5 separate regions of the Mus musculus genome follow, and regions 1, 3, 4 and 5 are each linked to region 2. A link is a contact called in public HiChIP or PLAC-seq, Micro-C and promoter capture Hi-C data. All regions are on one chromosome and are shown on one strand. The core of a region is the stretch at or near the end of the contact, and the rest is flanking DNA. Distances in the headings are between cores, read along the strand shown.

The links. Promoter capture Hi-C pulls out the DNA fragments that hold promoters and counts their contacts. A called contact is a pair of places that touch in the nucleus more often than the background predicts. HiChIP or PLAC-seq counts read pairs in DNA pulled down with a chosen protein or histone mark.
Region 1: a contact with region 2 is called in an H3K4me3 HiChIP or PLAC-seq map of bone marrow-derived macrophages, with 5 times the contacts expected there. The contact joins the enhancer-like site here to the promoter of Rcor3 in region 2. A contact is called at or near these places in 16 of 39 promoter capture datasets (the 3T3-L1 cell line, 3T3-L1-derived adipocytes, the C10 cell line and 11 more), 2 of 15 datasets of contacts at CTCF or cohesin (CD8 T cells and large pre-B cells), 3 of 484 Hi-C or Micro-C datasets (bone marrow-derived macrophages and embryonic stem cells), 23 of 115 datasets of contacts at active chromatin or transcription factors (the 230-238 cell line, the SCID.adh cell line, SST interneurons and 17 more) and 4 of 9 other capture datasets (adipose tissue, bone marrow-derived macrophages, liver and 1 more).
Region 3: an H3K27ac HiChIP or PLAC-seq map of T-cell acute lymphoblastic leukemia shows a contact between it and region 2, with 5 times the contacts expected there. The contact joins the enhancer-like site here to the promoter of Rcor3 in region 2. A contact is called at or near these places in 19 of 39 promoter capture datasets (the 3T3-L1 cell line, 3T3-L1-derived adipocytes, the C10 cell line and 12 more), 1 of 484 Hi-C or Micro-C datasets (bone marrow-derived macrophages), 26 of 115 datasets of contacts at active chromatin or transcription factors (the NIH/3T3 cell line, the SCID.adh cell line, SST interneurons and 20 more) and 3 of 9 other capture datasets (adipose tissue, liver and pancreatic islet).
Region 4: a contact with region 2 is called in a Micro-C map of embryonic stem cells, with 2.6 times the contacts expected there. The contact joins the promoter of A730013G03Rik here to the promoter of Rcor3 in region 2. A contact is called at or near these places in 9 of 39 promoter capture datasets (the C10 cell line, cranial neural crest, embryonic stem cells and 6 more), 3 of 484 Hi-C or Micro-C datasets (all in embryonic stem cells) and 8 of 115 datasets of contacts at active chromatin or transcription factors (astrocytes, bone marrow-derived macrophages, embryonic limb bud and 3 more).
Region 5: a contact with region 2 is called in a promoter capture Hi-C map of liver, with 2.1 times the contacts expected there. The contact joins the enhancer-like site here to the promoter of Rcor3 in region 2. A contact is called at or near these places in 2 of 39 promoter capture datasets (hematopoietic stem and progenitor cells and liver) and 4 of 115 datasets of contacts at active chromatin or transcription factors (embryonic stem cells, large pre-B cells and stem cell-derived neural progenitor cells).

The regions. Positions count from the first base shown.
Region 1 is chr1:192,738,805-192,744,677 of GRCm38.p6, reverse strand. Hhat (hedgehog acyltransferase) reads left to right here. Exons shown (of 12, transcript NM_144881.4): 4 at 3,055-3,168. Among named protein-coding and RNA genes, the nearest start is that of Gm22265, 3.8 kb to the left of the region's middle. Within about 2 kb of position 1,952, at least 15 of the 459 cell types and tissues checked have an H3K27ac peak or open chromatin away from gene starts, as enhancers often do. A contact at or near this core is called in the SCID.adh cell line, bone marrow-derived macrophages and trophoblast stem cells, where this site is marked.
Region 2 is chr1:192,134,719-192,140,658 of GRCm38.p6, reverse strand. It overlaps Rcor3 (REST corepressor 3), which reads left to right and starts at 2,619. Exons shown (of 12, transcript NM_001346740.1): 1 at 2,619-2,920; 2 at 3,170-3,226. The coding sequence starts at 2,761. Gm10516 (predicted gene 10516) reads right to left here and starts at 3,761. Exons shown (of 4, transcript NR_033536.1): 1 at 3,598-3,761.
Region 3 is chr1:192,691,745-192,697,371 of GRCm38.p6, reverse strand. Hhat (hedgehog acyltransferase) reads left to right here. Exons shown (of 12, transcript NM_144881.4): 8 at 3,423-3,573. Among named protein-coding and RNA genes, the nearest start is that of Gm22265, 51 kb to the left of the region's middle. Within about 2 kb of position 4,226, at least 24 of the 459 cell types and tissues checked have an H3K27ac peak or open chromatin away from gene starts, as enhancers often do. A contact at or near this core is called in T-cell acute lymphoblastic leukemia and effector CD8 T cells, where this site is marked.
Region 4 is chr1:192,833,556-192,838,795 of GRCm38.p6, reverse strand. It overlaps A730013G03Rik (RIKEN cDNA A730013G03 gene), which reads left to right and starts at 3,583. Exons shown (of 1, transcript NR_155503.1): 1 at 3,583-5,240.
Region 5 is chr1:192,814,430-192,819,741 of GRCm38.p6, reverse strand. No RefSeq gene overlaps it. Among named protein-coding and RNA genes, the nearest start is that of A730013G03Rik, 18 kb to the left of the region's middle. Within about 2 kb of position 3,756, at least 29 of the 459 cell types and tissues checked have an H3K27ac peak or open chromatin away from gene starts, as enhancers often do. A contact at or near this core is called in liver, where this site is marked.

The sequences.
Region 1 (5,873 bases), core at 703-3,202, 600 kb before region 2:
GTGAAATTTTGTAGGAGAGTCATGAGTCTACATTGCTTGTTTTTTTTTGTTTTTGTTTTTGGGTTTTGTTTTTTTTTGTTTTTTTTTTTGTTTTTTTTTAGACAGGATCTCATGATGTAGCCCAGGCTGGCCTCAAATTAACCACTGTAGCTGTAGATATCCTTGAATTTCTGATCCTCTTGCCTCTTGCCTAGATCTTCTTGATCAAGGGGTTGATCATCTAACCCCTAAATGCTGGGATCATGAGTGCTAACACCACAGTCGTCTTGAATTATGTAATTTGAGTCATGGTTCCAAACTTTTATATTGGCCTCATTTGTGACTTACAACTCTTCTCTCCAAATGCTTTAGAGAAAATGTAGACAGTGCTTTCCTAATCTGAGACGTGTCCCTGGTGTGTGTGTGTGCGTGCGCGTGCGCGCGCACGCCCCATTGTTGTCTTTTTGAGACAGGGGCTCTTGTAGCCCAGGCTAGCCCGGAACTCCTCGTGTTGCTGAGGATGACCTTTGAACTCTCAGATCTCAACTTTCACTTCTCAAGAGCTATTCCTGTGGGCATTCACTACTACACCCAGTTCAGAAAGTATTTATTTACAAGAAACAAAGAAAAAAAAAACCAGCACTAGGAGCTCTCATAGGTAAATGGCATAGAACCCTTAAACTTAGGGGAAAAGGTCTAGCCTCATCAATAACTCCTCCTCGTCCTGCACCTTGTTGGATAGGTTTTTCCTGAAGGCTGAGGTTTGAAAAAGTTGTGATTCATCAGAGAGGTTGGGGGTCATGATTTTTTTCATATTTAAAAGGCTTTTTATTTTAGTTTTTGAGAATGTCTTATATGAGTAATGAATTTGCATTGTTTACAGCTTCTCTCCCTCCCTCCAGCTCCTTTCATGCCTCCCCCAATTCCTCTCAATTTCAATGACCTCTTCTTTAATGAGTGTGTGAGAGTGAGTGTTGTGTGTGTGTGTGAGAGAATGTTTGTGAGAGTATGTGTGTGAGTGTGTGTGAAAGACATTGTGAGAGCGTGTGTATGTATGTGTGTGTGTGTGTAAGAAAGACATTGTGAGAGTGTGTGAGAGAGTGTGTGTGTATGTGAAAATGTGAGAGTATTGTGTGAGAGTGTGTGTGTGAGAAAGACATTGTGAAGTGTGTGTGTGTATGTGAGAATGTTTGTGAGAGTATGTGTGTGAGTGTGTGTGTATGGATGTGTGTGTGAGAAAGACATTGTGAGAGTGTGTGTGAGTGTGTAAGTGTGTGTATGTGAGAATGTGAGAGTTGTGTGAGTGTGTGTGTGTATGTGAGAATGTTTGTGAGAGTATGTGTATGTGTGCATGTGTGTGAGAGAGAATGTTTGTGAGAGCGTGTGTGTGTATGAGTGTGTGAGAGAGCGTTTGTGAGAGTGTGTTAGTGTGTGTGTGAATGTGTGTGTATGTGTTTGTACATACAGTGTGCTGAGGCCACTTGGTATTGCTTGTATTTATATGTGTTTATGGCTGACCACTTGCGATTGGACCACCTATACCTGGAGAAGGCTGATTCTTTCTTTCTTAGCAGCCATTACTTGCCTAGAGCTCTTTATGAGTGGGTGGAGCTTTGTGGGATTTCCCCACCCCCATCCACTGCCAACCAGTGTTGTCACGAACAGGTCTTGTTCAGGACTGCAGCATAGTTAACAAAGGGCAGGAAGTACAGGAGACTTGGTCACTTTTCTTGTTGCTCTGACTAAATACCAGACAAAGGCTGCTTAAGGAATGTTTTAGTTAGTTTTACTGCTGTAAACAGACACCACGACTACAGCAATTCTCATAAAAGACATTTAATTGGAGCTGGCTTACAGTTTCAGAGGTTCCGTCCATTCTCATCATGGTGGGAAGCATGACAGCGTACAGTCAGATGTGGTATGGAGAAGGAGCTGAGAGGACTACATGCTGATTGGCAGGCACCAGGAAGTGAACTGGCTTGAGCTTCTGAGATCTCAAAGCCTGCCCTCACAGTGATATACTCCTCCAACAAGGCCACACCTCCTAATGGCGTGACTCTCTATGGGCCAAGCACTCAAACATATGGGTGTATGGAAGCCATTCCTATTCAAACCACCACAAGGGGTAATTTAAAAAAGAAAATGTTTTGCTCCCCTTCCACTCAAGCTGGGTCCAGGTCCTGAATCCTCTTGTAAGGATAGGGAGGATGTCCACCCTTAGCAGGCATGGACTACGTGCACCTACATGAGCTGAGAAGAAGCTCTGATCATCATAGAGGTGTTCCCTGTCAATGCTGCATGTGTGGGCAGCCGGCCACTTGCATGTCCTTTCTGGGCTCAGCTTTGCTGTTGTTTATCATTGAGGCTCCTCAGGCTGAATTTCCTCATGTCCACTTACCTGCCCTTGTGCATGCATAACAGACATGGACCCTGGTACCTGGAGTTGCTCCAGTAGAAGACGCAGGCACATACCAGAATTATTCTTTTATTGCAAGTTAATAACGAAAGTAGTTCATTTCCTGTACAGTTACCACACTGACCATGTGACCTTCTCAGTTACCATGCTGATCATGTGACCTGCCCAGTTACCATGCTGATCATGTGACCTGCCCAGACATTGCTGACCATGTGACCTTCCCAGTTACCATGATGACCATGTGAGCTTCCCACTTACCAGGCTGACCATGTGACCTTCCCAGTTAACTTGCTGATCATGTGACCAAGGGGCTGGAGACAAGTGGACCCCAGTTACTATGCTGACTTTGAGACCTTGGGTACATGAATTTAAACCCTTCAGCCTCCTTTTCACTATTTACAAAATGGGCTAAGAACATGGGGTTCCATCCCAGAGAATCTGTGTCCATGAAGACTCTGCGTTAGAAGGAAAAGTACATTTGGAGAATGGTGGGAAGACAACCAGGCTAGAGGGGACAGTTCAAGGTGGGTGGGGAGGCTGGAGTTCTAAGTGGGCAAATGCCATCTGCAGAGTCTGGACTCTAAGCACTTTTCCCCTTGTGTTCTCTGACACACGCTGCAGTTCCACTGGTAATACCATGTCTTGCTCTCCCCTCCTAGGACCCGACTGATTTTGAGTGGAACTTCTGGATGGAATGGGGGAAGCGGAGGCTGGTGTGGCTCTTCATTGGCCATATGGCTGTGTCTCAGTTGGCCACGTTACTCACAAAGAAGGTAGGAGTCATGTGTCATTTGGTTTTAAGCCTCTTTCTCCTTTGGCTTTGGTGAAGAGGCCTGAACTGTGAATCTGGAGACAGGGTTAGCAGTGGGGAAGCCCAGGAACAGTATTAGCTGAAGTGACGTGTCGGGTGGGGTGTTTTCTCAACTCCCCTGTGTTGACTTCCTCCAGGTTATCTTCTAAAACCATTGTATACAGAGGTTTCAGAGTGAGCTAACCTCAGCCGGTGCTCACTAAGCGCATCCCTAGTGGGATGCTTTAGTAAAGGCTAGCTTGGGAGACTATGTGACTTCATTCACTTCAGAAGGGAGCAGAAGTTATATTGTTGGTAAATACAAGGCCCGGAGAGATGGCTCTGCAGCCAAGAGCACTGGCTGCTTTCCCAGAAGACCCAGGCTCTATTTCCAGTACCCACATGGTGGTTCACAATTGTAGTGGCTAGTTTGATTTTTTTTTTTTTTAATGTCAACTTGACACAAGCTTGAGTCATCAGAGAGGAGGGAGCCTCAATTGAGAAAATGCCTCCATAAGACTTGTAAGGGCATTTTCTGTATTAGTGATGAATGAGGGCGGCACAGCTCATTGTGGGTGGTGCCATCCCTGGGCTGGTGCTCCTGTATTCTTTAAGAAAGCAGGCTGAACAATCCAGTAAGCAGCGCTCTTCCATGTCCTCTGCATCAGCTTCTGCCTCCAGGTTCCTGTTCTGTTAGCTCCTGACTTGACTTCCTTTGGTGATGAACCATCATCTGGAAGTGTAAGCTGATCACACCACACATACACACACACACACACACACACACACACACACACACACACACACACACACACACGAGTTGCCTTGGTCATGGTATTTCATCACAGCAATAGAAACCCTAAGACAACAATGGTCTGCAACTCCAGTTCCAGGACATCAGTAGCCTTTATCTTGATCACACATGTGTTGTATAGATAAACACATAAGCCAAAATTCATACATGTAGAATAACAATCTTTTAAAAAGTAGCAACTGAGCTGGGGAGATACTGTGTGTGACACACTTGCTGTGTAAGCACAGTGACCCGAGTTTGATTCCCAGAACCCACATAAAGAATGGCCGGATGTGACAGTGCTTGAAAAACAGCACCAAGGGGGTGGAGACAGGCAGACCCCAGGAAGCTACTGGCAGCCAGTCAGGCCCACTTAGTCATCTCCAGGCCAATGAGGGACTGTCTTAAGAAAACAAGGGAGATGGCTCCTGAGGAATGAAAGAATGATTGACTAACCTCTGACCTGTGTACACATGTGCTCATGTGTGTACAGGAACATCACACACACCCACCCACACACATCTACATTTAATATTGAGCAATGTGGTAGCCTTAGCAGATTTATGCTCAATTCCATTGCTGGTTTGTTCCTGATTCAGCTTGGGACAGGGGATCTTCAAAGTGGATATCTGAAAAGAGATTTCACAGGAAGCTGGATTGTGGCAGCTTCACAGGGCTGGCAAGCTAGGAAGAAGCCCAAGAAGCTTCCAGGAGGACTCTACTGTCACTTAGGGACTGAGTGGCCTTTACCCAGGATCCTCTGATGCACATTTCCTGTTACTACCTCCTAATGTAAAGAATGAGCCTGTGATTGGAAATCGGCAAGTGAGACCCAGATACAACCTGACTGGCCTGGACCAACCGAGGAGACAAACTCTGTTCTTTTGAAAGACTCAAGATCGTGATGGAACAGAGGGTCTATAGCCCTGAAAGTCCAGAGAATGAGAGACCATGACTAAGCCAGAGCAACAGGCTGGTCACTGTTTTGTTCGGGGTTTATCTGAGCATCCTCTCTTTCTACAAAGTTGGTGCTTGTTGATCCTGTCTATTCTAGGACAGTGGTTTTCCATCTGTGAACCATGACCCCTTTTGGGGGCAGTTCATGGACCCTTTCCCAGGGCTCGCTTAAGATCATCTGCATATCATATACTTATTATACAATTCATAACAGTAGCAAAATTACAGTTATGAAGTAGCAATGAGATAATGTCATGGTTGGGGGTCACCACAGTGCCAAGAGCTGCAGCGTTAGGAAGGCTGATAGCCCCTGCTCTAGAAGATGGAAGACTAAAGGGCATGCTCTCCTTTTTAGCGATACTGGTTAGTTTCTTTCCCTCAGTGGTCGCTTGCTTTCTGAAGTGGCAAAGCTAAGATGTTAGAGTCTATCAGACTCGGCTATGTTAGAAAGTCCCATAGGCCTTTTGAACAGACCAAAAGATAAGCGTGCACTGGAACTCTGCTCTTGCCCCTGAGGTGGTGAGGGGTGCGTCTGCCTCAGCGTTCACTATTAGGGTTTATTTATTCTTAATACGTTATCAAATTTCTCTAATTCCTGTTTATTTTTCTTTACAATATTTCTAGAAGTTTATCATTAATTTTTTTCTCGAGGATTGAAGAGATGGCTCATCACTGGCTGCTCTTCCAGAGAACCTGGGTTCAGTTCCCAGCAACCACATAGCAGCTCCAAATTGTCTGTAACTTGTCTCAGGGGATCTTCTGGCCTCCTTGGGCACTAGGTATAAATGGCATGTGCAGATATAGCATGCAGGCAAAACATTCCTACATATAAAATAAATAAGTTAATTTAAAAGCTCCAAAACTGAGTTAAATTAAAATATTTTTATGTATATGTGTTTTGCCTGCATGTATGTGCACCATGTGTATGCCTGGTACAA
Region 2 (5,940 bases), core at 1,370-3,869:
TGTAATGTAAATGTATTTTTTGAAGGTCTTAGGCAACTCCTGTGAAAGGGTTTGTTCAGTGATTCCCCAGGGGTTGCAATCCTCAGGTTGAGAACTGTTGCTCAAGACTGTCTTGGCTGTCCTTAACCTCTACATTTTCCCTAGACTCAGCTATACAATTTATACACAATCTGCTGGCTTTCCTTAGGATTAGAATACGCCCATGGATCCCTATGCCGGGAGGGAATCTGGTCATTGTATAAGCATTCAGCCTTCTGTTTCTCAAGAACATTATTTTCCTAGAGTCCTTGGGTATCTTCTCCAAGACTCATTGCTAGATAGAAGTCATCCCAAAAGATAACTGATCTTGATCCCTTGGCCTTCTAAACGTTGTCTTATTTGAAACAAAGTTTCTCCTGTATCCTTGCTTCTGGAATTCACATGATATCAAAGAGAAGCCCAGGCAACATACAACTTAGCTAATCCCCGACCTTTGCCTTATGTTTGGTCTTTGTAACTCTTGAGAAAACCTTAAAATGGAGTTAATTTAAATACTCAACAGACCAGTAGTGCCCCCCCCCCTTCAACCCATCTCAAGAGATATTATTAACCCCTAAAGCTCTCTTCTCCGCCCAGGGGCTTTCCTCCTCTCCAAACAGAAGTAGACATTCTTCCAGATTTCTACCTAGGGCTTTTCTGTTCTGTAATGTCTTATCTGGGAAGAGACCATTTTAAGGTCCACTACAATCACCCTTCTCAACCAGGCAAGTTTAGAGTGCTTTCCTTTTCTTAAAAGCAAAACAGAAATTTGTTTTCCTTAAACACACACACACACATCCCTTCACGCCAAAATCCTTCCCCAAAGGTGAATGCAGTCTTTGGTCTAAATATTCCAGTAGAATCATTTTACTGCCAAGATTCTACTAATCAAAATAGTCCCAAAAGCCCTTGAAACTTTTGATCCCTAATCTAGACGCAGATTCTTTTCTACAGAAAAGTGAATCAGCACTATTTCAGAGTTAAAAAGTGTATCTATTAAGAGGCCTCTATTTTGTTTTGTGGTTTTTTTTTTTCTTGAATTTTCTTTTTATAGGCTCTAGCTTTTGTACTCCAGGATCAAAGGAGCTGATGTGACAGGGCTGAGATGAGTCGTGTTCATTAGAGGTTGGAATGTAAAAAATAAAATATCATTTCAGTTGTCCATAACATTTCTCCTTGCAGAAAATAAAAATCAGACTTAAAATATCCTTCAGCAATGTGTTTTTTAAAAAAAGGAACCGATGCTAGGTGTGGTGGTGCAGCTCTTTACTCCCAGCACTCAGAAGACAGAGGCAAGCGGATCTCTGTGAGTTCCAGGACAGCCAGAAGTACACATAGAAATCCTGTCTCAAAAAATAAAACGGGAGGGGAGGTTGAGTTGTGGTTCAAAAATTAATGGACACATATAGAGCTAAAAATCAACTATTTCCAGTACCAGTACTGTTTCTCCACCCGGACAAAATACTCCCTCCTTTAGACAGATGACCGGCCTAATTCTTGTATCCCAGAGTTTTCTTGGCTGAATTCTTGAGTAGGTCTGTTATTTCTCAGTAACAGAATTCCAAAGAACAGTTTTAACCTTCAAGGTAATTTTACTGTTACCCCCAAATTCTGCAGGACACACATCTGTATATTAAGCAACTCCCCCCCCCCTTTACTCCTGAGACACAAATCGTCCTCCTTGCCCAGACAGTATGTCATAAGCAAATATCCTTAAATCTGGGGAAGAAATACAGTCCAGCCAATCTTCAACTGGGTGCAAACTGCCAGAAGGCAGCTGGCCTCACCTTTCTCTGCAGCAGCAGCACCTCTCTGCAGAGCACTTCTCTCTCCACCCTCTCCAGAATTGCTCTGAGCCACCACCCCAGGCAGTGTCGACCCAGATAGCACTGGCCCGGGGAAGGTAGAGTTCGGTTATTTATTTCCCCACTCGTGGCATTCGCTTCTTAGACAGCAAAAGGGAAAGAGCCAAGTGGAAATACTGCCCTTTCAGTCCCTCTCGGACCTCACAGCAGAGAGGAGCTGCCTCGCCAGGTCTTTAGGGCCGGTCTCATTCCGGAGTGAACCGATCCTGCCTCCAACCGGAGGACCCAGCTCCTACCCCGGGGCGCACCTCGCGGGAGCAGCTCCTGTCTGAGGCCGCCAACCCCTGCCCGCGTCACCGGAGCTGCTCCGGTCCAAGGCCGCCATCCTCATAGCTCCTGTCAAAGGCCGCCATCCCCGCCGCTCCTCACCGGAGCAGCTCCTGAGACCGCCATCCCGGGTTCCCGGTCACGGGAGCAGCTCCCGCCCCGCGGCCCCGCCTCAGCAGGCCAAATTCCTTCAGCTGAGACAGGGCAGAGGCCGCCTCCCCGCCCTCCATGCCGCCTCCGGGGCCTCCACATCGTCTCCCGGCCCTCGAGCGCCCGGGAACCGGCCGGCTGGGGACGCGCGGGGTCCCGGCCCTCTGGTCTCTCCGCCCCGCGGCCGGAACCTCCCTAGGGCGGAGTGATCGCGGCCGCCCAGTGAGGAGCGCGCGGCCACGAGGGGCGCTCGGCCGGGTGGCACGGCGCGGGGCGGCGGCGGCGGGGGAGGGGAGGGAGGCGGGGCCGGGGCGGGCCGGTGTGGGGCGACTGCGCTACGGCTCGACCGGGGCGGTGATGGCGGCTCCATATTAACACCTCCTCCTCCTCCTCCGCGCTCCCGCCCGCGCCCGCCAGCCGTCTCCCCCTTCCCTGACGCCACCTCTCCCCCTCCTCTACCATGCCCGGCATGATGGAGAAAGGGCCCGAGTTACTGGGGAAGAGCCGATCGGCCAACGGCGGCGCCAAGAGCCCGGCGGGAGGCGGCGGCTCCTCGGCCAACGGCGGGCTGCACTTCTCGGAGCCCGAGAGCGGCTGCAGCAGCGACGACGAGCACGGGGGTACCTCGCCGCGCTCCCCGCCCCCGCCCGTCCGCCCGGCCCCCTTCCCCGCGCCCTCCTCCCCCTCGGAGCCGAGCCGCGGCCGCCGGAACTCCCGGTGCCGCCGCAGCCCGCGACCCGCGCCTCCCCGCCCCCACCCGGCCACGGCCTCGCCCGCGCTCCCGCGGCTGGAGAGTCTCTGCCTTGCCCTTCCCCTCTCCTCTCCTTATTTATTACCATTTTACCATATATCTTGGCATTGCTTTGCAGATGTTGGGATGAGAGTCGGAGCTGAATACCAAGCTCGGATCCCTGAATTCGATCCAGGTAGATATATTTGCTCACAGGAAAACCCCATCTCTCTCTCTCTTTTTTTTTCCCCCAGGCTTGCTCTGGGGTGGCCGGCGTCGGGATGGGAGGGAGTTACGTGGTGTTGAGTGTGGGGCGCACCAGGAGAGGCCAGGGCAGGGCAGGGCAGGGCAGGGCATCGCGGGCGGGGAGGCTGGCAGGCTCGGCTGGGCAGTGACACAGGGCGTGGGGGTAGATGTGTGCATGGCAAGGTGAACATGGTTCCCTCCCGCGGCACTTGCACGCTGGTGGCTTCGCACGGAGGTCGCGGGTCCGAGGCCCGGGGCGTGGGGACTGCAAAACCAAGGGCTGCAGGAGAGGGCGTGCGATCTGTGTGTGCATGAACCTACCCCAGGTCAGATGCCACTCCGACCCGCCCTGGGAACCCGGGGCTCAGCCAGGCTCCGCAGGGCCACGCTTGGCAACCGCCTGCTGTCATTAGCCCGAGCCAAGGGCGAGCCCTGCGACCCCGGCGCACACGGGATCCTGGTTTTTCTTTCTGCCGAGGCGGTGTGGACCTGGGCGGGGAAACGCCCGTGCCCGACACCGCCCCGGTCGCCCCCAACCCCTCCCCGCGCGCCGACCCAGCCCGGGGAAGCCAGACCACAGGACAGCGGCAGCAGCTGCCAAGGAGACATTTTCTCCGGAACAGCCAGGTTCCAGCGCCCTCCGCCAGCGCAGCTTGCGGGCTCCCTCTCTACTTTTCTCCAAACAGGCTCCCCGGCTGTCACGGGATGTCAGGCTGCTCAGGGATTGGGCGAGAGTTCCGCATATGGAGGCGCCCTTGCTGGAGCCTCTGGGCCTGGAGTGCTCGGCTGCTCTAACCCAGCCAGACTTGCCACTGGGTGGGCTCTGCCCTTCCCTGCCTGAACTGCCCTCCCACTTTTCCTGCAGTCAGTTTTTGTCTAGAGCTCATTCTTAACCGCACTGCCCGAGTCCGACGCTGGAGTTGTAGTTGGTGTTGCAGAGGACTCACTTGTAATTTCACAAGGAAAGCAGTCATGTCCGTTTAGTTTAGGTATGCTAGGGGGCTTCCATCCTTCTCCCCATTAGGACTTACCAAGTAGGTAGTATCCCCTCTCTGAAAGGAGAAGGGTAACCGTTACAAGCATAATTAGGACAGTTTCCTTCAGTACATGATACCAGAGTGCTCATCAGATTTGGGGGTTACCTTCAAAGCGACACAGCTGTTGGGATATTTTATTAGAAGACTATCGGTGTGTGCCGTGGTGGGCTTCTTGTAGTCGTATTTTTCTTGTTGGCATAGCTAGCTAGTAGGTGGGTTCCTTCACTTTATGGCTGTGCTTCAGGGCTTAGTTTGACATCGGAAAGAAGACATGTTCACTGAAGGATAGGCTGCATTTAATTCCCAGCTCTCTTGTTTTTGTCTTCTGAGCAAGTCACTGGCCTTCTCTGAGCTTCAATTTTCCTAGCTGTAAAAAACCATTGCATGGAATTCTTGCCAGGATTAAATGACTAGGCATATGGCAGTTACTCAGTAAAGATTAGATTTCATAATTATGAAGAACGATTTGGAGCTCTCGTTGCTACTCAATTTTTTAAAATATTGCTGAAGTCATTTCCCGATGGAACCCAGCAGCCGAATTATGTCATAAGCACACCTATCTTTTGCCCCATTAGGTAGATCTCGGTCAATATTTGTCTCCTAGCTATGTGCAGTTGGTTAGGGGCTTGTATGTGTTTTAGCATTTGTCATTTTAAAATACAGTTCATGCAACAATTTTAAACTAGGAAAAATAGTTAATCTATTTAGGTGGTCTTAGGTGACATTGTTTGGTTAACTAACCTAACTGATTATTTTTATCAGTTTTGCTTGTTCCAGCTACCTAGAATGTTTGTGAGAGGTGACAAAACCCCAATTAGTATTATTAGCTTTGAATTAAAATTTCCAATTTATTTACTCTGACTGTAATCAATAGAATAGGGATAAACCTAACGTTCCTTAGATGCACTTACTTCTGATTAGCAGTGTCGTCCACGGATACAGTGAAAAGCATTTGCCATTCACATGAATCACTGAAGGAAGCACTGTGCTTCGTGTGCCTGTTGCTGCTGGTTTAGTCTAAGTGTTGTACTATTTTTCGAAAGTTTTATTTCATGTTGAGCTAGTATAATTAGATGAAAATTTAAGCATTAATTGGGAAAAGATAATAGAAGAAAAGGAAAATTAGCTAATAATAAAAATTGAGAAATAATAAGCTCTCCTTTTCTCCTTCATAACCCCCCACCCCTTTCTGTTTTGTTTTCGAGACAAGGTCCTTCTACATAACCTTGCCTGTCCTGGGGCTGTCCTAGGTAGACTAGCCTGACCCTTGAACTCTGATCCACTTGCCTCTACCTCCTGAGTGCTAGGGTTAAAGATGTGTACCCCTACCCACCTCATCCCTAATAAAGCACTATTTGTATGGAAATTATTCACTGTAGTATTAGATGTAAGGCACTTGGAAGAAAATTTCCTTAGGTCCTAAGACTATTCTGAGAAAGTAGAAAAAGTAAGAGTGTTTTAGAAGAAATGATGTTGATGGTAGAACTTACACACATGGAGAATGACTTACTGTTAGGTCTCAGAAACCCAGGACAAATGGCTAACCATTATCAAGCTGGAAAAGTGGAGGGTTTTGTTGGAGTTCTGGGAGCTTGGCCATTTACCTTCCGTGGCCATGCTGGTATCC
Region 3 (5,627 bases), core at 2,977-5,476, 560 kb before region 2:
TCAAAGATGAGATTTTGCGCAGATGACGACGACTCTGAGAGATGTATGTAGACTCAGCTACTGACTTTGATTGCTAAGCCTCAGAACGGCACCTCTAAGAAACAGCGTCAGAAATGTAGTCAGGACTGGAGACGTGAAACTTCCCTCCTCCTGAGCTGGCCCAGAACATTCCCCTGCCTCCTGCCTCCAAGAGCCGTGGATGGCCTTGAATTAAGCATTCCTGAGAAACCACCCTACCTGATGCTACCACCCCAGACACCCAGAGGCCCTGGGGGGGGGGGCGTCCGCTAAGATGAGCCAGTAAGTGGTGGAGAGATGGAAGAGAGAAAGAAGCAGAAAGTGTGTGCCCACTAAAAAGAGGCAGAATTGGAGACTCAGAACTGGAGACTCGAGGGTGGTGGGAACAACCTGATGTGAGACCCAGTGATGCTGTTTGAAGCCATGGTGAGGTCCTGGTCTCTGCTGCTGCCAAGGGCCAAGTCATGCATGGTTTGTGGCTCTGGAGTGGGGGTTTATTATTACCAAAGTTCCTGGTCTTGGCTGCTGCCTGGTGCCATGCTGAGGGCTGTGTAGAGCTGGCCCCACCCCTCACCAGCTGCAGCACACAGGAAAGCAGCCCCACATCTTGCCAGGGAAGCACAGTTGAACTGGCCCTGATGGCCCCCAAGGGCATGCCAGTGAGAGAGCTGGACCTGCCCATTGCTGGCTAGGGAGCTCTAGTGAGCTGGCTCTGCCCTTTGCCAGGGCAGGGCTGGAGAGCTGTTGGGAATAGGAGAGCTATCAGGCAGATCAACTCAGCTACCACCCAGGCCAGATCCAGGGCTTTGAGTTGGCCCACCCCAACATCTGCTCTATCTATGAACTGCTGGAGCATGAACGGCTGGCCCTGCAGACCCAAGGCTTTGAGATCTCTCAGCACAGTGCACCAACAGGATATCTGGCAGGAGTCCCAGTGAGGATCCAGTACTGATGGTGTAGCAGAAGCCAGAGGCCTTGAAACAGACCAATGGCTCATTGCAATGAACATTTGCAAGTCCAGCCTTTTGGGCAACGGGTGTGTGCACTGCGTGACGCACCAGTGACTGAACTGCAGCTCTCATAGTGAGATTTTTGTTTGTTTGGTTTTTTTTTTTGGGGGGGGGGAGGTGTTGTGGCTAGCCTTGGGGCTAATTACATTTGATGTTAATTCTGTTTTCCTGTGAGGGGCTGCGAACAATGAATGGGTCAGCACTCAGGTGATTTCCTGTATATGTGCTTTCCACCTTAATTGGTAAAATAAAGGAGAGCTGATGACTGGGCAGATAAAGGAAAGGTGAAGTGGAAGGTGGAGAGAGAGAAGAAGGGGAAAAATGAAAGAGGGAGAGGACACAGAGGAGGAAGAAGAAGAAAATTGGAGCAGAAGCACATGGCTTGTAGAAACCACAAGTTCTAAGGGGTCTTATAAATGGGAAAGATGGTAGTGTATCGGTAGATCTGCCCAATCTAGGCACACAGCATGTATTCATATTAACTGAGTTGTGTTTTCATTGCCGGGGCATATTTGGGTTGGAGATTTACCACAACAGGGAGGTTGCAAGGATGGAGGGTAGATATGGAGGGATCGGGAGATGAGTGGGATGGGGGTGCAATATGTGAATTCACAAAGAATCAATAAAGAGTTAAAGAAAAGAAAGCAAGGTGGAACCATCAAGATGGCTCATGGGTAGCCAGGCATGGTGGCGCACTCCTTTAATCCCAGCACTTGGGGGTGGGGGTGGGGGGCAGAGGCAGGTGGATTTCTGAGTTTGAGGCCAGCCTGGTCTACAAAGTGAGTTCCAGGACAGCCAAGGCCACACAGAGAAACCTGGGGGGTGTGGCGGGGGGGGGGGGGAAGGAGATGGCTCATGGGTAAAGATACTTGCTATCTAACCCAGTGACCTGAGTTCAATCCCAGAAAACTGACGCCTGCAAGTTGCTCTCTGACCTCCATATACATACACAGACACACATACATGCAAATGAATAAATTAAGTGTAAAACAAAACCCACAAGGATGGTGCATGAGAAAAGACATTCAAGGTTAACCTAAAATGGACACACATGCTCTCTCTCTCTCTCTCTCTCTCTCTCTCTCTCTCTCTCACTCATACCCGTTTAACATACTCTCATATATACACACACTCACACACACATACACTCACAATACCCTCTCACACACTTACATAGACACACTCTCACACTCATACATACTCCCACACACATACTTATACACATAAACACTCACACACATACACTCACACATTCTACATAGTCACACACTCACATATGCTCTCTCTCACGCACACTTACACATTCACACACACTCACATACACTCACACAAGTGCTTAATAAGAAATGAATGAATGAATACATAAGACACACAAGACTCTGTAGAGACTCCTGGTGTCTCATAATTGGGAAGAAAGCTGAATGGGACTTGCATGCGACATAAGCTCAAGAGGTGCCCATGGATCCTCCATGGGAACAACACACAACCCCAGAAAAGACTTGGGGTGCTGTTTTCACCTTCCTTGAGCTTCCTGGAAGATCACTTCAGACTGTCCATCTGCTTTAAAAGCTAATATGGCTGGAAGCCCCAGCGAGACCGCGACAGCGTGTTCATGTGGCATATAGAATATCTCCTGTTGCACAGAAGATACTACAGAATTTTTGGTGCAGCTGACCAGCTGTCTTCTAAAGGACAAGCACAAGGCACTGGTGGCAGATGTCAGTGCTGACCTCACTGTTATAGGAGGGTCTTAGGAATGCCACCTCAGCGGGGTATGTGGTCTAACGGCAGTCTTGCACCTCATGGAAAGCAAGCCACTCTTAAAGTCACAGAACACACAAAAGCCACAGATCAAGAGGTTTCCTGTAAATGTTTCTGGGGACATCAGGAAGTCAGGTTATATCAAACCAGAAAAATCTCTGCTGTGGTCTCAGACGCCATCTGATGGCAGTGTGAGCTTTTTAGGTTGTGGAAGCTAGTGGTCTGATTAGTTATATCCCCCACATTTTATGGCGGTGGACAATGAATGGATACTTCTGGGACTATGGTATAGTAAAGCAGTCTGGCTCTGGATCAGCAGGGTTCTAAGTCTCCAATGGCTCTGCCACAGCTGATCCGTGGGTCTTGTAGAGTCTTTAGTGTAGATATAGCTTGTGTTCTGGGATTTCAGCTCAAGGAGAGAACATTGATTTTCTATAAGATGGAGAACATCGATTTTCTTATAAGACTTCCCCCAGTGAGGCTGCATGCCCCAACCTTCCCCAAACAGGACCAACTAGGGACCAAGTGCAAATGCCGGAGACTGGAAGGTGAGGAGACTGGTGGAGAAGCAGGGCAGTCCCAGGAGCCTTCTGTCTTACACTGCAGTGGCTGACAGGTCCCCTTGCTTTGCAGGAGGACTGGCGCTGGCCCAAGTGCTCTTCTTCTATGTGAAGTACCTGGTGCTCTTTGGTGTCCCGGCTCTGCTCATGCGCCTGGATGGACTCACGCCACCACCTCTTCCCCGCTGCGTGAGCACCATGTTCAGTTTTACCGGGATGTGGAGGTCAGTCTCATGGTTTGCTTACGTCTTTGGGGTGTGTCTGATGGGCTTGGCTGGCTTTGAAGAGTTTGGCTACTGTTCTTCCCCTTCACTGAAACACGTTTGGAACTACGTATTCCCTTTCTTGCTAATATGATGGCAGTCTTGCTTTCTGACCCTCAACGTTGTCAGGCTACAGAAGTAAGTGAGGCAAGAGAGACTGTTTGCCCCCACACACAGGACTATGTCAGGAGTGGTTTCTTACTAGGGGCAGTATATTAGTCACTTATGCCATGGCTGTGATAAAAGACCCTGGCCAAAGCAATTTATGGGAAAAGGCTTAATTTCAGTTCACTGTCTGAGTGTAAATTCTATCATGGCGGGAAGTCTTAGGGGCGGAGCTTGGGAGGCAGCTGGTCACATTATATCCGCAACCATGAGGCAGACAGCAGTGCATGCTGGTACTCAGCTGGCTTTTTCCTTTTTATGCAATCCAGGATCCAACCCAAGGAATGGAGTCACCTCCTTTTAGAGTGGGTCTTCCCACCCCAGTTAGCTTATTGAAGATAGTGTGCCTGCAGGCTTATCTCCTAGATGAACCAGGATGTGGTCGAGTTGACAAACATCACCACAGACATGCCGCGAGGTCCTCCTTACTCTGCTTTCTTTGAAGACGACTGTGTGAGTCACACTGTTAACTAAAGACGAGTGTAATAGCCCAGGGCAGCACTCGATGCCATACACTCATCTCAGCCCGTCTGGTCCAGTCTTCCTATTTTTTCAGTAATAATAATAAGAGGGTGTATAATCTGTCTACAGAAGTTCTTTTGAAGATGAGGCAAGTCACAGCAAATGTTTCCAGACGTCAGCCCTCAATATGTGTTATTCCCGTGTGAGGTTTTGGGCGATGGCTTGTGACTGATCTTTCTCGGGAGTTTTTTCACTTTTTCTGCTTTTGTCCCACAAACTTAAGATTGGCCTGGAAGTTTTGTTCCTAAAGATCCCCCAAGTCCCTTGTCATTTCTGATAGCTGTTTTCCAAAAGGACTTGTTTGCTTCGATGTTTTTCTGAGCATGTCCAGTGTGAAGCAAGGGTCAGGATTGCTTCTGTAATTGCAGACCCCCTCCTGGAGGAAGCTTAGGGCTGTGGGGGTTGGAAGAGGGACACCAACTCAGCAAGGGGATGTCGGTGCCTACTTAAAACTTGCTCTTTGGCCCCTTGCTTGTTTCTCTTTAGTTCTGGCCTTGCTCAGAGCTGTAGACATGAGACCCAAGGTAGAACGTAGCAGGTGAATGTAGTGAATGTCACCGTATCCAGAGGAGCTCCTCTGCAGGACCCAGGCAGCATGCAATGTAGCTATGTGGGTACTTGTGGAATCACCTGGCTTCTTTATGCACAGTTTAGTTGAGTTCCAGCTTGCTTTATGGGGTTTCTTCTAGTTATTGAGGGACTGCTAAGCAGTTCCCTTATATTTCCTTCATTATTTAATTAAGCTCCAGGCTGGATTTTTTAATGGCAGGACTGGGGAATGCTGGCAAAGGGGCTCTTCTCAGGGCTGGGAAGTAGCTTTTGTTAAGATGAACCTCACTGGAAGCTGTTATAATATGACTGTCTCAGAAAGGTCACTTCCTCAGCCAATGGTGGGACCAGGGGTGATTTGGGAACATGTCACAGACATCTGGTGGGAAGCCTGCATGGTTCCTCTGCCTCTCTGTTGTGACCATCTGCACTAATGTACTGGAAAGGACATTTCCTGGGGGCTTCTACAGGGTCAGCTAGAGTGGTAACCATGGTGACCTGGGCAGTTTCCTTGTCCATAGGTCACTGGTTGCCACAAAGCCTCTGTGTTTCATAGAGTGAAACAGAATGGCTGTCTGTTTTTGTTTTATTTAATCAAAATTTTAATTTTTTTTTTTTTTTACATTTTAAGTGTGTGTGTGTGTCTGTCTGTCTGTGTATAGTTATGTGTACAAGAGTGCAGGTGCCCTTGGAGGCAAGAAGATACCTGGCACTGGATAGAGTGAGGCTGGACTTACAGATAGTTGTGACCTATGTGGTGTGAGTACGGGGAACCAAAT
Region 4 (5,240 bases), core at 2,334-4,833, 700 kb before region 2:
ACAGAGTGTGGAGTTTGCCCAGCTGGTTTTCAGTCTTGCTTTGGTCCAGTGTTTCCTCACAGTGCTCCCGTCCCTCCCTCTTAGAATAATAATGTATATTCTGTGTCATTGTATGTTGGAAGTATGTGATCTGCTTTTCTACTTTGATTTTACAAGGGATTACATGTAAGAGATTGTATGAATTTCAGAAGAGGCTTTTGACTTTTAAACAGGGTCATGACTATCATAGACTATGGGGACTTTTGAAGTTGAACTGAATGCATTTTTGCATTATGTTATGGCTATAAGCCTATGGGGCCAGGGAGTAGAAAGTGGTGGTTTGAATAGGAATGGCCCATTTAGGCTCATGTGTTTGAATGCTTGGCCATAGGGAGTGGCACTCTTATGAGGTGTGGTCTTGTTGGAGGAAGTATGTCATTGTAGGGGCAGGGTTTGAGGTTTTAGAAACTTAAGTCTAGGTCCAGTGGCTCACAGTTCCCTCCTGCTGCCTGCAGATCAAGATGTAGAACTCTCAGCTCCTTCTCCAGCACCATGTCTGCCTGCACACTGCCATGCTTCCAGCCATAATGGTAATGGACTAAACCTGAACTGTGAGCCAGTCCCAATCAAATGCTTTTCTTTATAACCATTGCCGTGGTCATGGTGTCTCTTCACAGCAATGAAACCTGAAGAAGGAAAGGGCCTGACAGCCTAGATGCAGGACCAAGCCCTGCCACTGCTGCCAACAAGCCAACCGCTGTTACAGTGCATAGTGTGTTGTCATATACACAGTTGGTGACACTGTCAAAGTACCTAGGCAAACCTTATACCAGAGACAGGACTGAAGTCAATATTGGGTCTCTCAGGGATGTGTGTGATGAATGAGTCTCCTAAGGCTTCATTGTCCCCCAAATTCCCTGAAGAAAGGCTCTGAAAGGACCAGAGGACTCTCTTGTGTTGTGATATCTGGGTTCTCTATAGTGAGCTTGAAGGCTGTGGTCCCAGGACTTTTAGATAGCTGCGGAAGTCATTGTTGTTATTTGTAAGATGTGACATCGAATGTTTCAGAAGCTTATGAATCATGAAGTTCCTAAAAACGGCTGCACGGGCAAAGCTGTGTCAGAGTTCTTTTCCTTGGGCTGGAATTAAATCACCTCTGGGTTAACACAGTTATCACGAAACGAGAAGAAACTGGCTATGAGGTGGATGCATTATCCTTAATAAATGCAGTTTGTTTTGAAGACAGAACCATTTAGAACGCTAGCTGTGTGCAGGGGATAAGAGGTGCCCCTTACAGGGGAAAAGATACAATCTCCTAACTCATCAGTCATCGTACAATTTCCAAAGTTCAGGTTGGTTGTGTTACCACAGTGAATGGTTAGTTCCTTTAGACATAGTCTTTATTCAGGGGAAGAAAATTCCCACCAAAATATGGTGCTAAGTTAAACTCTTTAGATGATTTAAGCCCAGTCCTCCTGTGTGCCTGTAACTCACAGGAGAGATGAAAGCAGCATTTGAAACAGAACTCCGAGACCCCACCCTATGACGAAGGAACTAGGGTATTTTCTGCACTGTTTTTATTGTCATTTATTTTTGTTTTTCTTTTTGAGACAGTCATTGTGGCCCAGACTGGAACTCAGTGTGTACCTGAGAATGGCCTTGAACTTCTGATCCTCCCATCTCTACGTCTCCTGGAATTACAGACATGTACTGCTACACCTGGTTATGGTTTATATCATGCCGGGACCAAACCCAGGGGTTTACACATGCCAGGCAAGCACTCTGCCAATTGAGCTACACCACAACACCATGGTTTCCACTTCTAAGAGGGAAGTTTTGATAGCAGATCATATGGTTGGTGTTCCTTATTTCAGAGTCTCATCCTTTTTTGGGCGTGTCATCTTTAAACTCAGCCCAACTGATGACTTCAGGATAGTGGTATGCCATTCAAAAAATCACATTTCACCTCTTTGTTTCTCAGCTGAATAATTTTCCCTAGGTGAGGCATACCTCTCTTGGGGCTTGATGATTGGTAGGGCTTGAGAGCAAAAAAACAGAGGCCCTGTAACTGGAGGGAACTGGGAAAGCAACCACCGGAGTTTAATGCTGGAGTCTCCAGTGCTACATCACGGTAACCCTGGGACGTCTCAGAATCAAGAGAGATCTCCCGCTGTACCACCAGCCCCAGGAATGAGACTCTAGGAATACCTGCAATTTGTATCCACTGAGAGTCATGGAGGAGCCAGAACACCAGTCAGTCAGTGGCAGGTTTTCCCAGAGAGTCCTAGAGATATGCCTGTCTATCAACAAGCCAAGGAAACGATTCCTCCCAGGAATCGTCCAGCTTGTTGAACCAGTGGGTTTCTTGGAGTAACCTTACAGGCCCATAGGTGGTTCAGGAAGACCTCTGACTAAATGTTGCACCTTGTCAACCTTCTACCTCTTGGCCACTTTGGCACACCTGGAGGCTATGTGCATCTGGGGGCCAAGGGTGACTGGAGTCTCAGATGAGGGTCTGCTGTCTTTTCCTTCCTTGTGTGGCTCCTAAGGGTGACCGAAGCCAGTGATTGAGGATGCCAGATAAAGGAAACTCTTAGCTTGCCCAGGGACACCAGGCTGGCCAGCTCCAAACTCTTGCTTCTCACAGTTTGAAAAACCAACAGCTGAAGGAAAAAAAGATCTATTTTTCCATGGCTATAATTCAAACCAGTAAGAGCCTGCAGGCAGCCTGACCTTCACTGGCTTTAGACAAGATGGCTATACACAATGAGGGTGGCATGGGTCGCTGTTGGAAATTGTCACTGAAGAATCCTAAAGCAACCCCGATCATTTGTCCATGTGAGTGTTTCTTGACATGGAAGTTGTAAGAATTCATTCACAATTCCAGTTATTATTATTATTATTACTACTACTACTACTACTATTTTTTTGTTTTGTTTTGAGACAGGGTTTCTCTGTGTAGCCCTGGCCATCCTAGAACTCACTCTGTGGACCAAGCTGGCCTCGAACTCAGAAATCCGCCTGCCTCTGCCTCCCAAGTGCTGGGATTAAAGGCGTGCGCCATCACTGCCCGGCTTACAACTCCAGTTATTATAGATCTAAGCTTAACTCAGTCATTCTAGTATCGTTTAATCTGTTCTCCCCACCAAGTGTGTAGGGGGAGGGGGGAAGGGTGCGCGCGCGCCTGCACGCGCTCGCACTGCCCATGACTGTTCTCCTATCCTGGAACTACATTCCTGCAGGCAGATTTGCTCCCCAGCTCAATACATTACCCCATCCACTCCCAGCCCATTAGCCCTGCACACCCGGAGCCAGCCAGGCATGTAGCGCTGCTGCTCCCGGCACAAAAGTCCTTCGCCTCTCCGCACCATGCAGGCGGGGACCCTGAGCCTCTTCCTCATGTTTATGCGTAATAAAAAAAAGCCCGCGTTCCCTCTGCAGCTTTATGAAGACAGTCCTTGCAGCTGTGACTGTAACTGGATTTTTTTCTTACCAGCTAAGATTATGGTCCCATAACCCAATTAGTGTCATTTGGTGGTGGTCCAAGTGCCTCTCCTGCCCGGGTTTTAATTTGGGGATCCCCGGAGGCTGCACTCCACATCTGTAGCGGGCCTGCTCCTTCTCTCCCGGTATTTACTCGAGGTTTATGGCGGGATTAGCTGTGTGGTCTGGAAGCGGCTGTCCTCTTTCATCCTCACGGGTCTGGAGCCGCCCAGAAGCCTTTTACTTTCCATCCAGCCCTGGCACCTAGAGGGCAGGCAGTCCCGGCGACTGGAAAGCATCAGAGCTCGCTCCGCAGGCCTCAGAAGCGCGGTTTCGCCGGCATGGGGGGAGGTGCTGCTCGCCCCGCAGCGTTCACTCAGCGGGACTAGCCCGCCCCATCCACATAGGGTGCACGGTCCTCCCCGCCCCCACTCACGGGCTGGCGAGGGCTGGCGGGGCTCCGGGCGCCCATTGTGCAGGCAGCTGGCACCAGCTGGGAAGGGAATTAACATAACAAAGAGCCGGAGCGAGCGCCGCGCGGCCGGGCGGGGGCTCTGCAGAGCGCCCGGGGCTGGAGGAGCGCGCGGTCGCCGGCTGTCGTGCACCGGGGCAGCAGGCCTCGCGAGGCACAGACAGTGGGTGCAGGCGTATGTCGGTGACGCCGTGTGCATGTGCGTGCATGCGGGTGCGCGCCTGCCTGGGACTGCGTCCCCAGGCCTGGGATGCTGATGCCCCTGCCTCAGTTCACCTGCAGAGGTTGGGCACTCACGCGCTCAGCATCCTAGCGTCCAGATTGGCCTTCTTTGAAACCACAGTCCTTTTAACTTTCATCGCCTGTTCTCAGCCGGGTCCACACCTCGGAACTACCAGGGGAACTTTCCCCGGGCCAGGCCTCACTCTATACTCCAGACCTTTTTGGCTTGGCCTAGGCCTCCAACAGTTGACAGAAGCGTCAGCACTGGTTCTATCTGTCCCGGGCTGGACACCCCAGGGCGCGCCCTGACCCCGACCAAGGACCAGAGCGAGAGGCCAGGGCCCTACCGGGAGCCCTCGAGTTTGAGGCTTTAGAGCTTGGCCTTCGTCTCCCCTGGCTCAGAGGGTCAAGGACACATTCCTGCTTAATGCTTCTGTTGCAAGCTTTCGACTGGACAGCCTCACCTCGCTTATTGCTAAAAGCCCATGGGAAGAAAGATGGGAAAGCTCAACTGAACTATAGGCAGACAGATGGATAGACAGATAAAAAACAAATCGCTGTGTTTAGACTACTGCCAGGCCTCCGAGGCCCCTGGAGGTCTCCTGTGGGGACTGTAAAAGGAAGTCAAGGCTCAGCAGGACCCGCAACTCGCAACTCGAAAAGCGGACAGGGCCCAGATACGCTCGGCCCCTTGCGCTCTACCTCGGTGACCCCCTCTTCGCGTGTCCCGGTCCCCTCCAAATCCCATCTTGCCATGGGGTTTGGACAAAAGGGCGAGCCCTCCATAGGCCTCTCGCAGCTGTGGCAGCTGGGTGGTCCCTGGAGGGTGAGAAGCAGGCAGAGGAAGCGCTGTGGCGGGAACCTGGGCTCCAGAACCGATGTGCACCTCAGCGCCTCCGCGGTCACTTGGCTGCACGCTTGCTCCTGGCGGGAGCCAGGCATCGATGAACTCTACTGCAGACTGGCTGAGCGTCTCCCCACAGGGAGGAGAGTGATTGAGATCAGCCGTCCGGCTATGTCATCTCGAAGCTCCGTGTCATCCACAGGGCCGGGTTCTCAGAATGTGTTCCCCATGCCTTCGAAC
Region 5 (5,312 bases), core at 2,507-5,006, 680 kb before region 2:
CATCCAGATCCGACCATTGGGTAGAAAAGTTGAAACCTGAAGGATTTTGTAGTTGGGTAGAAAATGGTACACTTCTGCAGAAGGAAAAGGTGCTGTTCCTGTCAGAATGTCCCCTGCTTGCTGGATTTGTAAACTTACTTGTGACCCAGCCCTCCAGGCTGACCTTGATGTTTCGCTGCTCATGTAGAGTCAGCCCCTCAGTCAGCACAGCCAGTTACAGAGTGCCTTCATGGGACCAGAGTCACCCACAGACATGGTTCCTGCTAACCTAGAGAGACCTGGGTCTTGTAAAGAAATTGATCAAACTACCTCATAGTTATAGAAAGATTTGTTTTAAAAAGGAGACTTTCCGTGGGAGTTATGACAGCAGGCCTTCCGCAGGGGTGGGTGAGAGAGAGAGGAGGGTTCCTTGGTTGACCTAGGATCTGGAAAACAGACAAAATTAAATCAGAGAAAAGGCAGGGGACAGGGGACATTTTCATAGATGAGACTAACCACCCAGGGAGGAGCATAGCAGGATTTGGGAGCTTGGCTAAAGTGTTAGCCCTTACCATGTTATACGTGTTAAAGATTTTGCTCCTGATTTTAAAAGCAAGGAAAAGTCATTGAAGTGCCATACAAAAAGGTCCACTTTGAGGTGGAGAGCAAAGTAGAGTGAATCAAGCCCTCCTAGAAGAACAGGAAATACTACAAGCAAGGAGGTGGCTGTGGCCGGGTATCATGGCAAGACTGAAGAGACCCTGAATGGAGGAGAGTGAATTTGCTGCTGGAGGGAAGGCAGAAGGAAGGATAGTTCCTTGATTTCTGGATTGAGTAAAGGCTTTGGCAATGGGTCCACTCACTGAGAAAGGAAGCACTGGAAAGGGGTCAGAGGTGTGGAGAAATCAGCTTAGACTTGGCACTGGTGAGGGTGGCTTCTCTGAAACCAAGTGGGAATGACAAGTAGGCAGCCAGATAGACAGATCCGGAGATCGAAGCAGAAGGCTGGGCTGGAAATGTAAACGGGGGTAGTGTCAGCATCCAGATGGGACAGCACAGCGATTTTCTCTTGCTGAGCGATAAGTTACCTCAAGGCTTGGTGACTGAGCACAGCCTTCCTTTGTTGGGTATGGTTTGGACAAGCTGGAACTTTGACCAGGGTTCAGACAGGGATGGGTTCACTGTGCCCTGTGGTGTCCTCCGTCTCAGTGGGAAGGCTCAATGGCTGGGAACTGGAGCTTTCTGCTGTTGATGTTGGCTGAGAGCTTGGCTGGAGTTGTTGGCTGCAACATCTCCATGTGGTCTGTCCATGTGGCCTAGGTTTCCTCGCAACAAGATTGCTTGATTCTAAGAGTGAGAGTCCCAAGAGAAGGCCACATAGAAACTGTGCCCCGTGTATGATCTAACCTTGGAAGTCAAGGACTGTCAACTCTGTCATAATTCCTTGAACAAAGAAGCCATGACCTGAAGCCCGGATTATGGGAAGTTAGACTCCACTTCTTGATGGACAAATATCGCTAACACTATAAAAGAGTGTATGGGAGGAGACATACATCTAGCTGTGGCCATCCTTGGACAGTATAACTGGCTACCAATGCAGATTATATGCTTTTTCCCAGAAAGCTGGAGAAACTGCTAAAGGTTCTCACCTCAAGATGGCTTCTAAGTCTCTGACTTTGCAACAGTCTGTGGTATATTACTTTGTGGGGAGATGTGAACAAATGTCTATTCACCCCACAGGAAGCACTGGTGACAGACAAAAGAAACAATTCCACCCTAGTCTAGTTCAGTGAACCAATGAATATATTGGGGTACTTAGAGGAGAATGGGGTTCTTACAGGGTTACTTTTATGAGCATGGATGATTTGAAAGAAGCTTAGTGTAATAATGTTCTGCCTGAAGTATCTGGGGCTTCACAGCCATAACTCTGCCATCTCCTTCACCCTCAGGCTTCGTTGAAAGGCTGCCCAGCTCTCTCTTCAGGTTTCAGCTCTTGTCCAGCCACACTGCACTGCTCGTACAGTTGCTTGGACTTCCCTCTCACCTTTCATCTATCCTACCTTATGGCCATCTCCATGAAGGAGCTCCTACTCCAGCCCTCACAGATCACCTGACCAGCCAAAGGCCACCCCAAACTTAGCTGTGCATGACTCTGACTGGCCTGTAATCTATGTGTCCTGATCAGTCTCCCGCCACAAAGTAACCTTCTTTTGAAAGAGGAGCAGAGGCAATCGCTCCTGTGTCCACAGTGAAAACATCAGGGGTCTAATATATGTCTTGCTGCTGAATATAATGGTTCTGAGCCTCTCGGGTCGTCCATGACTGCCCTGGATCAGGCCTGTGAGCTGATAGTAGCAGCTGGATACACAATAAGGACTTTTTTTTTTTTTTTTTTTTTTAGAATTGCTTGCTCTGCATCTGCAAAATAAACAACAGGGAGACGTCTGTACTGTACTAGAGAAATTTGGAGCTTATTATGGGATGGGGAAAGAGAGACAAAAGTCCTCTCCCCAGAAGCATCCCCAAAGCAGTTGGGCAGAGCATACTGCTGTATGGTGACAGCCGGACAAGTTCACTTAGGATCATGAACAGACAGAATAAGGGCTGGGTGATGCAAGGTGGTCTCCTTTGGTAGTGTTTTCTCCAAGCTATGTGCTTAAAGTTTGTTTAAAATTAAAAACAATTTATTAAGAAGAGAAAGAGGGAAAAAAGAGAGGATAGAAGGAAGATCTGGTATCAATCTCTGGCACATATATGCACATGTCACCATGCACATAAATGCACATAAATGCAGCAGTGTCTTTTGTTACCTCTGTCACTTTGTACAAATCATAAAAACCCTCTGGAACTCAGTTTTTCAATCTTTAAAATGGGAATAATAGCAATCACACACACACACTACCGCTATACGTTGCTTAGAAGATGAAGAAGAAGAAAAAGAAGAGGAAGAGGAAGAGGAAGAGGAAGAAGAAGAAGAAGAAGAAGAAGAAGAAGAAGAAGAAGAAGAAGAAGAAGAAGAAGAAGAAGAAGAAGAAGAAGAAGAAATAAAAGAAGAAGAAGAGGAAGACAATCATGGCTCATGCAGTCAACCTTTTAATTTGGGACTTTATGTATCTATGAGATTGATTACAAATAAATATTTGTTTGTAATCCAAGTTAATATTTTCTGAGCTTTGTACAACTTGTGTGTGTGTGTGTGTGTGTGAGAGAGAGAGAGAGAGAGAGAGAGAGATCGGTGGGTACATGCGGCAGAAATGCACCAGGTCATACTCTCCTAACTGGGGTCCAATCAGGCAGGCCCTGCTCCTCTCAAGTCTCACACTGCTCTCAAATGTTCTTTTCAGCCACTTAGTGCCATATTTTAACATTTTTGAGAGTCAGGTCCACTTCACTGTTTAAAATGGTCCCAAGGTGGCACACTGAAATAGCACCTGCTGCTCCTTTGTGCAGAAAGGCTGTGACAAGCCTTACAGGTGTGACAGGGAGCTGATCAATGTGAGTGACAGAGCCAGAGGGCTATGAAGTAGATGCTGAAGCACACGTGCTAAACAAATCAGAAGCACACACATGTGTGGACTAAGAGTCGTTTGACAAAGGCTCATGAGGAGTGAGCACTGTTTAAGTATGGAATAATTCAGGACTGGCAGAGACTGCAGGAGGAGGACCACTGTTCTCAGCAGCCATGGACTCATGGATCCCCCAGGTAGCACTGGCTGCCGATCTCAGTGGGAAGAGGGCTTGAGGTGTTCCAACCACCTAGAGCCACTCATGCTCTGCCAAGAAGGTCAAAGGGCATCTCACACTGGCTGTGCTTTTGCTCTTAGTTTCTGCCCTGGCAAGTGAGAGGCCAGGGGACCTAAAGGGGCTTTCCCTGTGTTTTCTATCCTTCTCTCTGTCCCAAGGGTAAACCATTGTATCCACTCTACTTTGATCTGGGGGGGTCTCCTGAAGGGATAGATGGTGGGGTCCCTAAGGCAATCCCTTAGGTTGGTGGCTGGTAGGAAAGGCCCTCCCAGTGGGCTCTTCCCAGAGTCCTCCAGGTGGGGTCTGGAAGCAGGGGCAGAGGCTTTCTCTGCACATGGTTCTATTAGTTGCTATTCTTCAGGCTCTCTGGCCTTGAATCCCCGTTCTCTCCACAGGAAGCCTCTGCAGGCCAGAGCTGAGGCTGGGTTTAAGGAGGCAGCCTGTGGTAGACAGGCCTGCACATTTGATCTTTATCAGACCTCTCTCCACCTCAGGCCTCCTGCCAGCTGCCAGAGCCCCTAGCCAGGATCCTCCAGGAATTCAGAATCCAAGGATTGTGTTACTTTCTGATTCTATTAGTAGTGGTGATGGTGGGGGGGGGGGGTTATCTGGTGGGGCATGCAGAGAGCTTGGTGCTCAGCGGGCATCTTTGGACACTGTTCCTGCCTTTCCAGCTTTGGCTCCCTACCACCTCTCCTACTCTCTGCAGGGAAGGGTATAGGTTGTGGATATATAAACCAAAGACCAGCTTTTTTCGAGGAATAACAGTGTAACAACGGAAAGAGCAGCTACTCCTTATGTAAATGCTCGGGACCAGAAATGCTGAGGATCTCAGACCTGGAAATATTTTCAAATACACAATAAGGTATCTTGGGGATAGGAAGGACCTAAGTTTAAAAGAATGGATTCCTGTTTCAAACAGGCCTTTTTGTTGTGGAACTCAGTCCTAAGAGAAAAACAGCTGCTGTGTGTATCAGATAAGCTGTGCCTACCTTCAGGGGTCCGTCAAGATTGGGCTTGTTGATAACTGACATTCCCTCAGAGAAGGAGGGATAGAGAGGGTCACGAACTTTCACCTGACCTTACAGCTGCTCTTTCCAGCCATATGCAATCCTGGCCTAATTGCACAGGAGGGTGCTGGGGTATACAGGCTGGGAGGCTAATTGAAGCTGTCTGTGCATGTTTGGGGGAGCCAGCATGCATGCAGGGTAAAGCCCTTTCCAGAGTGTCTGCCTTGGAGTCACTTCTGTCAGTAATGCCTCTTGCAGGCTCTGCAAACAAACTCCCCCAAACCCATCGGTTCTCCAGGTAAGCTTTGGAGGGTCATACCCTGCTTAGTTATAAGCAAGGACAGACATTGCATCTGACTTCCCAGGGAAGCAATTCGAGGCACACTCATGCACATAGCCTAAAGGTCATTTCATGAAAGCTTCCTGTGCAGTGCATTCGTGTAAGGGTACTGGGAGCTGTCTAGGGGGTTGTTTTGCTTGTTTAATGCAAAGACAAAGAATTGAATGTCTGAGAAAGAAACAAGGCCAAGAAAGAGAAAGTCAAGAGCTTTACTCCTTCAGGATGGGAGAGGCCTAAGG